Linked DNA regions of Urocitellus parryii: region 2 is linked to region 1. The links are chromatin contacts, called in public Hi-C maps. All regions are on one chromosome and are shown on one strand. The core of a region is the stretch at or near the end of the contact, and the rest is flanking DNA. Distances in the headings are between cores, read along the strand shown. Region 1 holds the start of Vps35l (VPS35 endosomal protein sorting factor like). Region 2 holds the start of Gprc5b (G protein-coupled receptor class C group 5 member B).

What was found. A called contact is a pair of places that touch in the nucleus more often than the background predicts.
Region 2: a Hi-C map of liver shows a contact between it and region 1, with 12 times the contacts expected there. The contact joins the promoter of Gprc5b here to the promoter of Vps35l in region 1. A contact is called at or near these places in 2 of 2 Hi-C or Micro-C datasets (liver and muscle).

Annotation. Positions count from the first base shown.
Region 1 is chr9:13,292,576-13,295,275 of mUroPar1.hap1, forward strand. Vps35l (VPS35 endosomal protein sorting factor like) reads left to right here and starts at 1,326. Exons shown (of 31, transcript XM_026402461.2): 1 at 1,326-1,407. The coding sequence starts at 1,391. It overlaps Ccp110 (centriolar coiled-coil protein 110), which reads left to right. Exons shown (of 16, transcript XM_026402504.2): 16 at 1-58.
Region 2 is chr9:13,542,996-13,545,695 of mUroPar1.hap1, forward strand. Gprc5b (G protein-coupled receptor class C group 5 member B) reads right to left here and starts at 1,405. Exons shown (of 4, transcript XM_026402464.2): 1 at 1,249-1,405.

The DNA.
Region 1 (2,700 bases), core at 76-2,575:
ACTGTTTTGTGCTTTTGATGAAGTTTTATTTATATATATTATTTTTATTGTTTTTTTTTTTTACTTTGGGTGGAATGTCCATTAATGTAAATTGTATTTATTTTTGTACTTTAATTTTCACTAGTTTTGCTTCTAGGCAAAGGCAAATAAACTTTTCATCTCAAAGGAAATCTAGTTTGATCTGTTTTCTTATTGACAGAAAAGCATCTGACCACAGTATGGAATGTGACCATTTTCTAGCCCGCCTGGGGAGTGATTAGAGATGCCAAGGCCCAGCCTGGACGGCCGGGGAGGTGGCACTTCAGGGGACCAGCTCTGCTCCGTCGCGGAGAGGAAGCGCCCTCCACCTTTCCCTGGGGCTGCCTCCTGGCAGAGGCCGAAACGCGGGCTCAGGAGCCGCAGACCAGCCCAGGCGGGTTCCACTGCCGATTTATCTGAGGAGTGGGGGCCTCGGACCTTTGCTGTCAGAAGACGCTGAGAATAAATGGGAAGAGGCTCAGGCGCGGCCAGGGTCGACCCGGGCCTCTTTACTCTGGTTTGGGATGTTCAGATCCTTCCTAGCTGCAGCAATTCACCAGTGTTGGGGCTTGTTCCCCCCAAAGAGGTGATGATGGTGGTCGTTCAGACCAGGTGGCCGTGGGCTGGTCGTTCCCGCCGCCCGCGCGGCGCCTTCAGCTTCGCCCGGGGGGCGGAGCGGCCCTAAGCTGCCTCGTTGGTCGGTCGCTGGGCTCCCGGCAGCGCTCAAACGCCGAGGCTCCTGGTCGCGGTGCTGAAGTGCCAGCTTCCCCCAAGTACCGGGCAGCCGCCAGGTGGGTGCAGGCCGACCGCGGGGACTCTGCTGCAATCCGCAGCCGTGGTTCGCGCCTAGCACTACGAGCCCCGCCCCGTCAGGGCGACAGTGGGCTGGTGACATGACCCAGTAGAGCAGCCAGCTGCCACTCCAAATCCGGGGGCCTGCCCCTCTCGATCACCGCGTCTGCGGCTCATGCCCTGAGTAATCATGGCGCTGGAGGAACGCGCACCCTGGCCTCTGGAGCGACAGCTATCCCTTTCAACGGCGTTGACAGAGAAGCAGCCTGGATTCCACGTAGCCATCTCTACCCCTCATAATCGTGGCGCCAGCAGGAGCCGCGATCTGGTCTTAGCATCGTGGGCTCTACTTGGTGGCCTGTGCCCTTCACAATCATGGCGGCAGCGGAGAGCCCGAACTTTGGGCTCCGCTCGGCTGCGTCGGCCCCGCCTCATCCTGGCGTCATCAAAAGGCGCAGCCTGGGGAGGCGGAGCAAACAGCTGCCCCTCACAATCATGGCGGCCCGAGAGGGGCGTGGCGGCGTCCGAATGCTAGAAAAAGGGCTGGCGGCCCCAGAAGAGCGGTCATGTGACTAGGAAGATGGCCGTCTTTCCGTGGTAAGGAAGAGGTGGCGTGTGGGCTTCAGAGAGGGGCTGTCTCCTTGTGTCTGTCTCTGCGAGTATGGACAGCCCTCCCCGAGTCGTCCCGGCTGCTGGTTCTCCGCCGCCCGCATTCCCCAGGGGGGCCGCGGGTTTCCACACCCCGACTTTCCCGGGAGAGGCGGGCATAGGTTCCCGGCCGGTGGGGTCGGGGAGACTCGGCGGCCTGGCTGCGGCCAGAGCTGCGCGTTCACCTGGGAGAACCCCGCGCCGCCCGTCCGTGCTGCCCCTTGGTCTGAGGGGACGGCGGTGCGGTGCTGCCCACGCCCGAGCTGTCCGGCAGGCGTTGGGGCGAGACCCCGAGGCGGCAGCGACTCACGCCTTCTGGCGTTGGCTTCATGGAGGAGTCGCTTTAAACTGGGTCTTGCGGGATGCATTGGAGCTCATCACGCGACAGGCGTGTGGGGTTACAGTGGGGTGACGGGACCGTCAGGCCCCAGCAGGTGACTGGTGTGCGTGAGGAACTCGCACAGGTTGTGATGGGGACAAGGGGATTATTTGGCGACAGCAGACCTCTCTTGCAGTTGCTCAGAAGGGTCATAATCTGATCTCTCTGCAAATGGTGGGAAGTAGCTTACATGGGATGATGAACGAGCCAGAGCCAGCAAGTGAAAGAAGGTGCAGCCCAAGACCTTAGAAGTCACCCGATGCACCCTGGGTTTATGCTTGTGAAGCAGTTGACTGCTCCTTGTTCATCACCTGTGGCCTCCAAGGCACACTAATCGGTGCTGGATGCCCTGGTCCCCCTCGCCTGGGGTCCCTTTTGACCTAGGGAGGCTGGCCGGGCCAAGAGACCGGGCACACTTGGGGGAAATCAGCAAGACAGCGCCCCAAGTTCGAGAAACTCCTGATTTCATTGAACTTCTCTGGATTTTGGTATTAGCTCCAGGAGGACTGACTTCCCCTGCTTCCCAGTGCAGTTGTACTAAATTTTGGTGTTTGTTTTAAAATGTGAGGATTCCATGACCCTTAAGCACCTAGGTTCTCCCTGGTTCCTAATCTGGCTTCTCAGTGTTGGTGCCTGTTCCAAGGTCAGTTTCCTTACTAACTTTTGGCCATTTAAAGGGACTCTGTCCTCTCGTTTCCTGGGTGCCCAGAACAGCAGCTTTAAGGGCTCAGTAGCATTGATGAGTGAACAAGGAACACCCCCCCCCTTTGGTCACATGCTACTCAGGTACTGTTAGGAACAGCTGTGCTAGATCTTTGTGTAGAGGTGCTTTCAGCTGATGTTTATCAAGCCCTATTTTGTGC
Region 2 (2,700 bases), core at 155-2,654, 250 kb after region 1:
TGAAGTCTGGCTACTCCCCCGAAAGCCCCTAGTCCCCACCGAAGAAACTTCTGAAAAACGTTCCTTGGCTGAAGCGCCAGGGATTTTGTGCCAGGCCCCTCCCCCACCTCTCTTGTCGTTGCAGAGACCCCCCCCCCCCCGGTGCTTCCTGGGCTCTGCTCAGGTGCCCCCCATCTTGGCGCAGTCGGACAGCCAATGTGGCGCGTGTGCTGGGGCCCCAGGCGGGGAGGATGCTGCCCGCCACACTCCAGGGGCCTTTGTCCGCGTTCCAAGGAGCCGCCCCCTTAGCGAACCCGGGACGAGGAAGAAGGAATCGGCGAGGCCTGGGTGTGACAGAGCAAGGGCTGGGGAAGGATCCGCTGCACTGAAGCGTCGCTGGGGCAAGGTCGGCGCGCCCCTCCAGGGCTGGTCCATCCGTTCCCCGGGGCGAAGCCTGGTGAGGGCTCCGGCCGTGCTCTGGCCTATCCTCCCAGGCAGCAGGGACACCGGGATGTGTGGGGTCTCCATGGGGCTGGGAGTCCATGTCCCCCCACAAGTGGGGACACAGCACAGGGTTAGTGCTTATCTCTAGCTTGGTCGACCTCTCTCCGAGGCCAAGTGCCCCGTGTCTGAAACGGAAACTACCCCCTCCATTGTATGCAGCCTCCCCCCATTTGTCCCCCAGCCTCAGATCTTGGCTCGGTGGCTTTCCCCTGCCCTCTCCCCGTCCCCGCCCTGGCCCAGCAGTGCGCGGCCACCGCCGGCTACGAGACTGGCCCCCAGGCCCTGCGGCAGGTGCCTCTGGCTGCTCGCCCCCCAAGTCTGGCCCTTGCTCTTTGGGCTCTGTCCTGTCCATAGTCATCCCCGACCCGCCTGCCACGCGACCCCCGGGTCCTCTCCAAGGTTCTGCTCACACGAGTCACTCGGGCACGCCAGGACTGCCTGACGCTCCCGGCTGCCTTTACCTGAGGTCACCCCAGACCCTCCCCAGAGACTTGATCTCCAGTTGGAGTGGGAGCAGGTCCCCCTCCCCGATAAAGGTCCCCAGCCCCTCCTCCCCCGCCCCGCCCTCTGCGGCTCCTCTTCCGCCGCACTGGGGTTCCCCTCACCCGAATCCCTCATCTCCCCCCCGCCCCCGCAGATTAACCCCAGGAGGGGAGTTAGAGAAGCACACGACCAGGACCCCCGCAGTCTTCCCAAGCCTAAGGCGGGAAAAGTTTCTGGGGTCCCCGCAGCGCCCTCCATTGCGTCGGCGCGGCTCGCACTCACCGACCCCCGCGGCCCCGCAGCGCCGACTCTCCAGTTGGCCCTCGGCCGGAGTCACATCTCTGCAGCGCGGTGGCGGCCCCCGCTCCGCGCGCGCACGCCCGCCTGCCGATCCAGCCTCACTGCATTGCCCTAGCGAGCCGCTGCCGCGCGAGGCGCCCCCTGGCCAGGCCCGCGCCGCTGCAGCGACTGCGGCCCCGCCCCCGCCCCGCCGGCTCCGCCCCTGGCCTCCAAGCCCCGCCCCTGGCCCCCGCGGGCTGTTGGGTGCGAGTCCTGGCGCTGTCAGCGAGCACCCAGGCGGGCAAGCTCTCCGTTCCTGGCCCAAAGCGCTGAGATGACCCCCAGCGTCCGGCGTCCCCAAGGCGAAGACATTGCCCCACAGCCACAGTGCACCCATAAACGGTACGGACGCGCCATCCCCAAGTTGATCCATTTGCAGAAACATCCCCCAACCGAGACACACACACACACACTCACACTCACACACTCACACACACACATACACTCACACACTCACACTCTCACACACACACTCACACACACACACACTCACACACACACACTCACACACACACACACACTCACACACACACTCACACACACATACACTCACACACTCACACACACACACACTCACACACACATTCACACACACATTCACACACTCACACACTCACACTCACACACACTCGCACACACATACACTCACACACTCACACTCTCACACACACACACTCACACACACACTCACACTCTCACACTCACACACACACTCTCACACACACACTCACACACACTCACACACACACACTCTCTCTCTCTCTCTCACACACACACACACACCACTCTGGGGCATACTCCCACGGGGGCCCTGGGGCAGGAGCCTTCTCCTGCCCCGTATGCATTTCCATGTGCTTTCGGACTCCTCTAGGGGGGTCCCTACTGAGCACACTGCCTGCCCTCCTCTACCCCGCTCCCACAGGTCCTTGCCCTTTTGCTCAACTAAGCCCAACACGCATAGCCTTGTCCACTCCAAACACCCCACCCCCCACACACACGTCAACATGGTGCACCCCTCACGTGGGTCGTACGCAGGATTCCCACCGCCACCACCGCACACATCACCCACGGACGCACACGTCCACACTCTCCCCAGCGCACATTTTCAGAGGTTCTAGCCTCCAGCTGTGAGATTCGCAGACGGAGGGCACAACCAGGACACGTGTCCACCGGACTGCTGGGACCTGTGTGAAGAAGGGGTCCAGGGCAACCTCCAACCTCGGCACTTAATCCCCTCCTCATTCACCGGGCGGTCTGGGGTTGGCATTGCCCCGACCAGGCTGGCAGAGTGTGTGTGTGTGTGTGTGTGTGTGTGTGTGTGTGTGTGTGTGTGTGTCTGAGCTTCAGTACTCCTTTCGAGCTGGTTCCCTGGGTGACCTTCGGATCTGCAAGCTG